Regions from separate parts of the Hordeum vulgare genome. Here regions 1 and 3 are each linked to region 2. The links are chromatin contacts, called in public Hi-C maps. All regions are on one chromosome and are shown on one strand. The core of a region is the stretch at or near the end of the contact, and the rest is flanking DNA. Distances in the headings are between cores, read along the strand shown. Region 1 holds the start of LOC123427488 (protein indeterminate-domain 4, chloroplastic-like). Region 2 holds the start of LOC123427489 (protein CHROMATIN REMODELING 19). Region 3 has its middle 35 kb from the start of LOC123430656.

What was found. Hi-C and Micro-C count contacts between places; a contact is called where the count stands out from the background.
Region 1: a Hi-C map of seedling shows a contact between it and region 2, with 2.8 times the contacts expected there. The contact joins the promoter of LOC123427488 here to the promoter of LOC123427489 in region 2. A contact is called at or near these places in 3 of 6 Hi-C or Micro-C datasets (leaf and seedling) and 1 of 1 datasets of contacts at active chromatin or transcription factors (embryo).
Region 3: a contact with region 2 is called in a Hi-C map of leaf, with 2.5 times the contacts expected there. The contact joins the enhancer-like site here to the promoter of LOC123427489 in region 2. A contact is called at or near these places in 2 of 6 Hi-C or Micro-C datasets (leaf and seedling) and 1 of 1 datasets of contacts at active chromatin or transcription factors (embryo).

The regions. Positions count from the first base shown.
Region 1 is chr2H:588,338,827-588,341,526 of MorexV3_pseudomolecules_assembly, reverse strand. It overlaps LOC123427488 (protein indeterminate-domain 4, chloroplastic-like), which reads left to right and starts at 1,372. Exons shown (of 4, transcript XM_045111548.1): 1 at 1,372-1,674; 2 at 2,230-2,534. The coding sequence starts at 2,306.
Region 2 is chr2H:588,641,976-588,644,675 of MorexV3_pseudomolecules_assembly, reverse strand. It overlaps LOC123427489 (protein CHROMATIN REMODELING 19), which reads left to right and starts at 1,385. Exons shown (of 13, transcript XM_045111553.1): 1 at 1,385-2,532; 2 at 2,615-2,700. The coding sequence starts at 1,615.
Region 3 is chr2H:588,965,513-588,968,212 of MorexV3_pseudomolecules_assembly, reverse strand. No RefSeq gene overlaps it. Among protein-coding and RNA genes, the nearest start is that of LOC123430656, 35 kb to the right of the region's middle. Within about 2 kb of position 1,387, at least 2 of the 3 cell types and tissues checked have open chromatin away from gene starts, as enhancers often do. A contact at or near this core is called in leaf and seedling, where this site is marked.

The DNA of each region.
Region 1 (2,700 bases), core at 123-2,622, 300 kb after region 2:
ATGGCCCGATACAAGATCTTGATGGTGTAGGCACCGTCTCCCGCCATCGGATATCTCTTTTATTTCGTTATTCTGAGCACCACCTTCATCGATCTCCGATGAATTTCGCTTACGTTGGTGAACCTATTGTAGAACTCGAAGAGTTGGTCTAGCTTCTCCACATCCCTTCCCGCCACCGCCCTTGGGTGGTCCTCCCAAGTTGCTTCCACCTCATCTTCAGCCCCGAGAAGCACTGAGAGACACACTCGATCAACGGAATTGAAACAACGGAACGATATCGATATGTTTGAGAAGAATGGGCGGGGGTGGCGTCATGGGGAGAGGCATACGAAAGGATGCGAGGGGGGCACATGTGGGACATGAACCTCGAGATCCTCCATGGTGATGTGTGGCACAAAAATTACCTTCTCGGTTGCTCTCCATAAGGTCATTCCTCAATCGATGGTGAGTTGATGTGTTCGCTCCTAGAATATAGTGTTCTTGTTTACAATAATGGTCGCCACAACGGTTTTTTGGTGTGTGGGGAAACAGTCTTCATTTTTTATATACCAATGTAACATTAATGAACCCTTTTAACATGTCGCCTCTTACCTTATCATAAACGTTCATATGTGGAATATGAGGATAAAAAAGGTAAGAGTTATTCAAACCCACTATTTGCTCTTAGTGAATTAGTTTTTTTAGTTTACAGGTAATTCGTCAGAAATACGGGATGGTCGGTACTTCGATTTTTGTATCACAGATAGCGCAACAAAAAGTTCAAATGCCGGTTTGCTGTAATTCATCGGAAATACGGGATGGTTGGTACACCATTTTTATACCAGGTTTCCTCTTGCCCCTACATTCAATATCTAACGATTGAACTGTGCACATTTATATGTTTGTGGCTTCCTCGTTTATATGTTTGTGGATTACTCATAAACGTTCAGATGGAGAATGTGATACGCACAAATGATGACAAATTAACAGGGTGATGTTTGTTGCACAACCTGGCCAAATACATGCGTGCAAACTAGCACAAAAAAAAAGGTTAAAACAGTCTAACAGAAGTTAGGTGAACAGGGGGATCCAAAGCCATGCTTTTAATCTGTAACGTGCTAGCAAGGCACGAAACACAAGCGCACGGCTGCAATCGCATAATAATAATAAAAATAATAATAAACCCCTAAAAATACCAAAACTTAACCCAAGGGGAAAAGAAAAGGCTTGCGCGCGCGTGTGAGATGGCGAGAGGCAAGCCCCACGCAGCAGTCGGTGGGCCCAACCCTCGGACGCCCCACGACACCGGTGGGCTGCGTGAGCTTGCCCCCGCCCGCCCGCTCCCCCCATCCCCTCTCCCTTTCCTCTCCCCCTTTCTCCTGCTCCGGCCTGTATATATAATCCCCATCTTTTATATATTTCCATGGTGTGCATCCGCCTGGGAAAGAGCAGAGGCAAAAATTCAGCAATTAATTTATAGAGAGCAAGAGGGGGGCATATAAGAGCGTGGAAGGGAAGAGATAGATAGATATAGAGAAAGAAAGGTATGACAGGGAGATGAAAGAAATGAGACAACAACCCTCTTAGCCTCCTCCCCGGCCCTCTCCTCCGTCCCCTCTCCTCCACTTCTATCCCCTCAGTGCCAACAAGGAGCAGCAAGGCAGGAGAAGAAGAAGCTAGCAGGGAGGGAGTGAGGTATCCCATGTTTTTTTCCTCCTCTCTAGCTCCTTGTTGTGTTCCTTTCAGAATTTTTAAATATCTGTATGTATGTGAGTTCTGTGGGTGTGGGTGTTTGCGAGCTTTTGTTCGTATGCCTTCTCTTTTTTTTTACTTTGTTTTGAGTGCAACTGTTTGTTTGTTTGGATTTCCCTGTCCACTTTGTTCTTTTGTTAATCTCGGAAGGGTCCTAAGCGGCCGAGGCCTTGGAGTTTTTCTCGGCTCCTTGTCGATTTGTTTGTTGTTTCAGATCGGTTCCAAGGGGACGCAGCGCATACATATGAGATAGGTATTAGCCATCACGCGCTCAGGGAATTTTGGGGCCTTTCCATCTGCTCCTTCCCAGTCCCAGTTCTCTTCTTTCGTCGTCGTTCTCCTCCTTAATTTGTACCTAGCTCGGGCGTCGGGGAACAAGAGTCTTCCAGATCTCTTTCTCTCTCCCTCCCATGGTCGCTTGCTTGTATTTGCTGTGCAGTGTCAGTTTTTACTCTCTTAATTGCGACGTCTCACATGGAAAATCTTTGCTTGTTTCAGCGAAGGGGGAAGAAGAAGGAGCACTGCCAATCCCTGAACAATCCGGAGTTGGTGCGAGGACCTAGGTTGGGAGGCGATGGCATCGAATTCATCGGCAGCGGCTGCGGCGGCGTTCTTCGGGATGAGGGATGGGGACCAGCAAGACCAGATGAAGCCGCTGATATCACAGCAGCAGCACCAGCAGCACCAGCAGCACCAGCTGGCAGCGGTGGCACTGTCCGGCGCGGGTAACGCGGCGCCTGCGGCGTCAAGCCAAGGCGCTCCGGCGGCGGCGCCACCGGCCAAGAAGAAGAGGACTCTACCTGGTAATCCAATCGTGGACCCTGGTTAATATTTTCAGTCATGCATGCTAACTGCAAGGTCTTGTCTGGACTGATTGGAGTCTTATCGTTTGGTTCCTGACAGTGCAAGCATCTTCTCTCACATGCGCACACTGGGTTTTCTCTCTCTCTCTCCAGTTTTTAGTATCTT
Region 2 (2,700 bases), core at 136-2,635:
TGGTCGAATCTACAAGTGCACGGCCAGCCGACGTACATAATGAACTAGGGATTGGGACATCTACGCTACCACATTCCGTAGAAACGGTGGCTCCCTTGCCCATATCACCAAAACCAGGAGGAGAACCTCCACCATCATCATTCGAAGTAATACAAGGTGCGTCTAAATTGGAAACATTGGGTCTTCGAGCATGAAAATCAATTAACCTCGCCCGAAAACAAGGAGCAATAAGAATTGAGGACATACCTCCGTCGCCAGGCCACAGAGGGTGTTCAATGTCTCGATGCCACACCTGTATCGGAATGAGAGGCGACCTCAAACGTTGCGACGCGGGGGGAGCACCCCCGACAGTAGCACACCTGGGGGGAAGTTGGCCATGGCATCCACCCGCGGTGGCCGAATATTAAGGCGGGAAGGGTTCATCGTGCGGTAAAACACCCACCGCGTCGCGTGCGCCGGATCTAATGACTCGGTCTCCTGAATTGCCGAGAAGATGAGCTCCACATCCATACATTCGTCGTCCCCCATGAATCGAGCGGACTTGGCGAACGTCGCGTATTAGATGATTCCGACGTGGATCTTCAACCACTTGCTCCGGTCGGGAAATCGGTCCAGCACCACCCTCCTCATCTCCATGCAGGCCTCCGACGAGTTGGAGTCGATAAGAGGCGGTTGGTTTACCGTAGGAGACGGCAATGCCACCAGCTATGCCACCCGTGACATCGTAGCCAGCCGCCGGATCCGAAGCTCTTGGGTGGGAGAGAGTGATGCGGTGGATGGGCGGGGAGTGCCGTGGGTGGATGGATATATGTCACCGCTAGTGTGGTTCCGTGAAGGGAGAAAGGGGAGATAGAGAAAGAGGCTGTCATCTTTTCTTCTCGACGGATTCGTAAAAATCACCATCATACGTCTTTAAAGGAGATTTACGAGATGAGATGAGGCGGGCTGTTTTGGTTGCTTATATTATGATAAAACAGACCCACCCTGAAATGTCACGAGAGAGATGAGTGAGGAAGATGGATTACTGTGTTAACTCTGTAACTCATTCCCCGTAAGTCTAGCATCTTGGGTGATTATTCATCCGTCCAAGCAAATGATGGGCACGAAACTTGGCCCAAAGGTAAACCCAAATGCACACACAAGAAAAAGGTGAACCCAAATGCAAGATCAGAATCATCGGTACACCGCCAACCTCATCATCATCAGAAAAAAGAAAAAAAAACCATCGGTTCACCGTAACACGGCCTTCTGCCACGACCCCCAAACACAGTGACGTACGCAACTCATACACGCCAGGGAAAGATATTCCAAAACTTTTTGGAAAAAACAAACACCACCCCTGAAAACGGCAGAATTTTACGAATCGTCCTCCTCTTGGGAGGCAATTGGCGCTCTGTTCGGCGCCGCTCCCTTCTTTCTCCCCACTCTCTAGGGCCGCCAAAGTTTCCCGGCCTCCTCGTCTTCGCCCCCAATTCTCCCGCTCCCCGCCGCCGCCGCCGCCTCGGATCCTCGCCTACTAGAGAGCAGCACCGCGCCCGCCCGACCGCCTCGCGCGCCTCCCCCCCCGAAACCCTAGACCCCAGAGGAACCCGCAGCCCCGCCGCCGCAGCCCCGATGCGGCGGGACTTCGAGGAGATCTCCGACGAGGAGTGGTCGAACCACAACTTCAAGCCCTCCCGGGTCCTCAAGCGCCCCCACCGGAGCCCCCAGCAGCCGGCCGGGCGGCCTCCCCCTCCCATCGATTCGTTCCGCTACGATCCCAAGCCTTCCTCCGCTGTCGGCACCAGCAACGGCACCACCGTCGTCCTCTCCGACGACGACGACTTCGACCTGGGGAAAGGCGCCAAGGCGCGCCGCGCCGAGAATAGCTCGCGCGTGCTCAAGCGCCCCCAGCACAAAAGCCCGCCTAGGCGGGCCACGGCGTCCACCCAATCCTCCCGGCACAACAATAAACCCCCCAAGGCCGCCATCCCGGTGGCGCTCTCCGACGAGGACTTCGACCCCGAAGACGAGGATTTCGGCCTCCCCGCTTCGAGGAGACGGCCACGCCCTTCCACTGGTCGACGGCTGGCAACCGCCTCCATTGACCTCTCCGATGAAGAGGAGGATCTAGACCTCACATTTGAGGACTCTGACCTCGCGGACGATGACTCTGACCTCGCAGATGACGATTCCGACCACCCTGCTCCGAGCTCATCACGGCCGCGCCGCACCACTGGTCGCCGATTCGTGATCGAGGACGACGATGACAGTGATGGCTCCGTGGCTGCTGGTGTGGTGGAGTTAGGAGATGAAGAAGAGGATGATGGGGTGAACTGGTCGGAGTTGGAGAACGAGGATGATGAAGATGGGGATTACAATGGGCAGAGTCGTGTGAAGTCCGAGGAGGTGGAAGGGGATGTGGTGGGGAAGGCATTGCGCAGGTGCTCGCGGATTTCGGTTGATCTGAGGCAGGAGCTGTATGGTTCGTCAGCACGGAATTGTGAAAGTTATGCTGAGACAGATGCCTCCACCGTCCGGATTGTCACTCAGGTACAGTTATCAGTTTTGATGCACTTTACAGGTCTTCAACGATCGAGTTTTTGTCTTTTGATGCAATGTGATATGAGAACAGGAAGATGTGGATGCCGCATGCACAAGCGAGGACTTGGATTTCAACCCGGTGCTGAAGCCATACCAGCTTGTGGGGGTCAATTTCCT
Region 3 (2,700 bases), core at 138-2,637, 320 kb before region 2:
CCTCTTTGCGACCTCGGATCCACGACTTCCAGTTGTGCTTGGACCCTATCGAGGGATCTAGCGGTGTTTTGCACCATCAGTTGGCACGTCAGCTCTCGATTTTGTAACATATCTTCTTCCGCCTCCATCGAGCTTCTGCTGGGGAAGAACCTAACTTTTGACTCCCTCAAGTTTATTGTTGATGGGGAGGGCTGGGTCGACATCAACCCACCGGCCCACCTAGTACGCACAATCTACGTCGAGGGTGTCACCTTCACCACCAACACTCATAACGACCTCTGATTATGCGTACAACCTATTCAACGCGAGGCACGGGGTAGCTTCCTAATCTCAGCGACACTACTGTCGGGCCTAAATCATCTCTTTCCCATGTGGACTACTGAACTATAGGGTTGCATATCAGCAGCAACTCCGTCAACACCTCCACAGAGACATAAAGTTTTGCTATGGTTTGTGACAACTTCCACATTGACCATGTACCATAGGATTATTTCATTGATGAAACCATCTCGTATTGCAGGCCACAACATAATCTACTATCGTTCTCTCGCCACGAGGAACTCAACAGCGAACCAGCCTCACGGGAAGATGATGATGCTAGAGAAGCTATAGCTCCATTGGCCAAAAATTGGCCTTCAAGCCACGGACGCCTCGGCGAACAACAGAATACCGCCATGGAGGGCAACATCTCATAAAAAGCTACAGAGGAGGTCAAGGACTACTTCCGTAGGTGATCTCGCTACACAAGGTGATGAAAGCGGAGGAAGCGGTTGAGGCATGCGATAGCGTGACACCACGATCGACCATGATAACTGCCGAACCAACAAAGCAAACAGAGTCGTACCCTCCATCCTCGTGGAGGAAAAAATCCATTTTAAACCCTGAATTCATAGAGGTTCGGTGAATCAAACCCTCAAGTCCAAATCCCTGTCGTTTGCACCCTAAACTATATGATCCCGGTCTAAATCGAACCCTCAGACTGCTCACGTGAGAAATGTCAACCGAGATTCGGCTGGCTGATGGGCCAGGGAGCGCGTTGGGTCGACCCAATTTTTTGTTAGACTGCTAAAAAAGGCCGCCGCATGATCTAAAAAAATAAAAAACAAGAAAAATGAACAAAAAAAGTTAATAAAAGCAAAAAAGTTAATTAAAAAGGCTGTCCTTTTTCAAAAAATGAATATATATATATATATATAATAGAATGAAAATTAATATTAAAAAAGAAAAAAGAAGAAAAAAGAAAAAACATACATTGGGCAGCTGCAGCAGTTGGAGCTAAAGATGGAGAGGCAGCGACGCAGCGCACTCGGACGAATCCACGACACACGGTGCACACGCACGGCTCGGGTTGGCATCACTTCGCTTGGCGGCGAGACGAGCACGTACGCCGACGTGCCCAACGCCAGTGGTGCGCGTGTGGGTGTGGCCCAGCCAGGGACTCTTCGGCCAATGCCGTCCGTGCGCCGTGCATGGGTACGTACGTACGCAGCTAGCGCACGCTGGCCGGCTCAAACGCGCGCAATTAGCTATGGGAGTGTGTAGCAATAATGCTAGACTTACGTATAAGTCTACGAAATCTTACTTACTAACTTTTTTTTTTAATCTAATACTGACCCCTTTGATTTTCCATGTGACATTTCAAAATATATTTAAATATTATAAAAATAGTAGGTGACATTTCAAAATATATTTAAATATTATAAAAATAATACGGGGCATTTCAAAATATATTTAAATATTATAAAAATAGTACATGCAATTTCAAAATATATTTAAATATTACAAAAATAGTACGTGGCGTTTGAAAATATATTTAAATATTATAAAAATAGTATGTGGTATTTTAAAATATATTTAAATATTACACATATAGTATGTGGTATTTTAAAATATATTTAAATATTATAAAAATAGTACGTGGCATTTTAAAATAAATTTAATATTACAAAAGTAGTACGTGGCATTTCAAAATATATTTAACTATTATAAAAATAGTATGTGGTATTTAAAAATATATTTAAATATTATACAAATAGTACGTGGCATTTTAAATGATATTTAAATATTATAAAAATAGTACGTGCCATTTGAAAATATATTTAAATATTATAAAAATAGTACGTGCCATTTCAAAATATATTTAAATGTTATAAAAATAGTACGTGACATTTCAAAATATATTTAAATGTTATAAAAATAATAGGTGGCATTTTAAAATATATTTAAATATTATAAAAATAGTATATGGCATTTCAAAATATTGTGAAGTCCGAGAACGAGATGGACTTGACTAGGCTGGCCCAGCCATTTTCGCGCGTGCCCTTCGAGGCGCAGCCCAATCCTGATTCAATGAACAATCCCGGTTTGCCAAATGAACCCAAGATTCTTTTTTGATCGAAATTACATAGTTTAGGGTGCAATCGACGGCGATTTTGAGTTGGAGGTTCATTTTGCCGAACCTTTACAAATTCAGAGTACAAAATAGACTTTTTCCCCTCGTGGACCAAGGGATCACCTAATCCACATGTTAGGAAACCGGTCCACCTATTGGTGCGCGTGCCTCTTAGCATGTACGGTTTCACAGATTACCTTAAATGGATACTTATTCCTTGACCCTCCTACCCTATATAAATAAATAAGTAACAACCATTGTAATAGAGATCAATCATAAATAAAGATAGTATCCTCCCTACTTCCCTC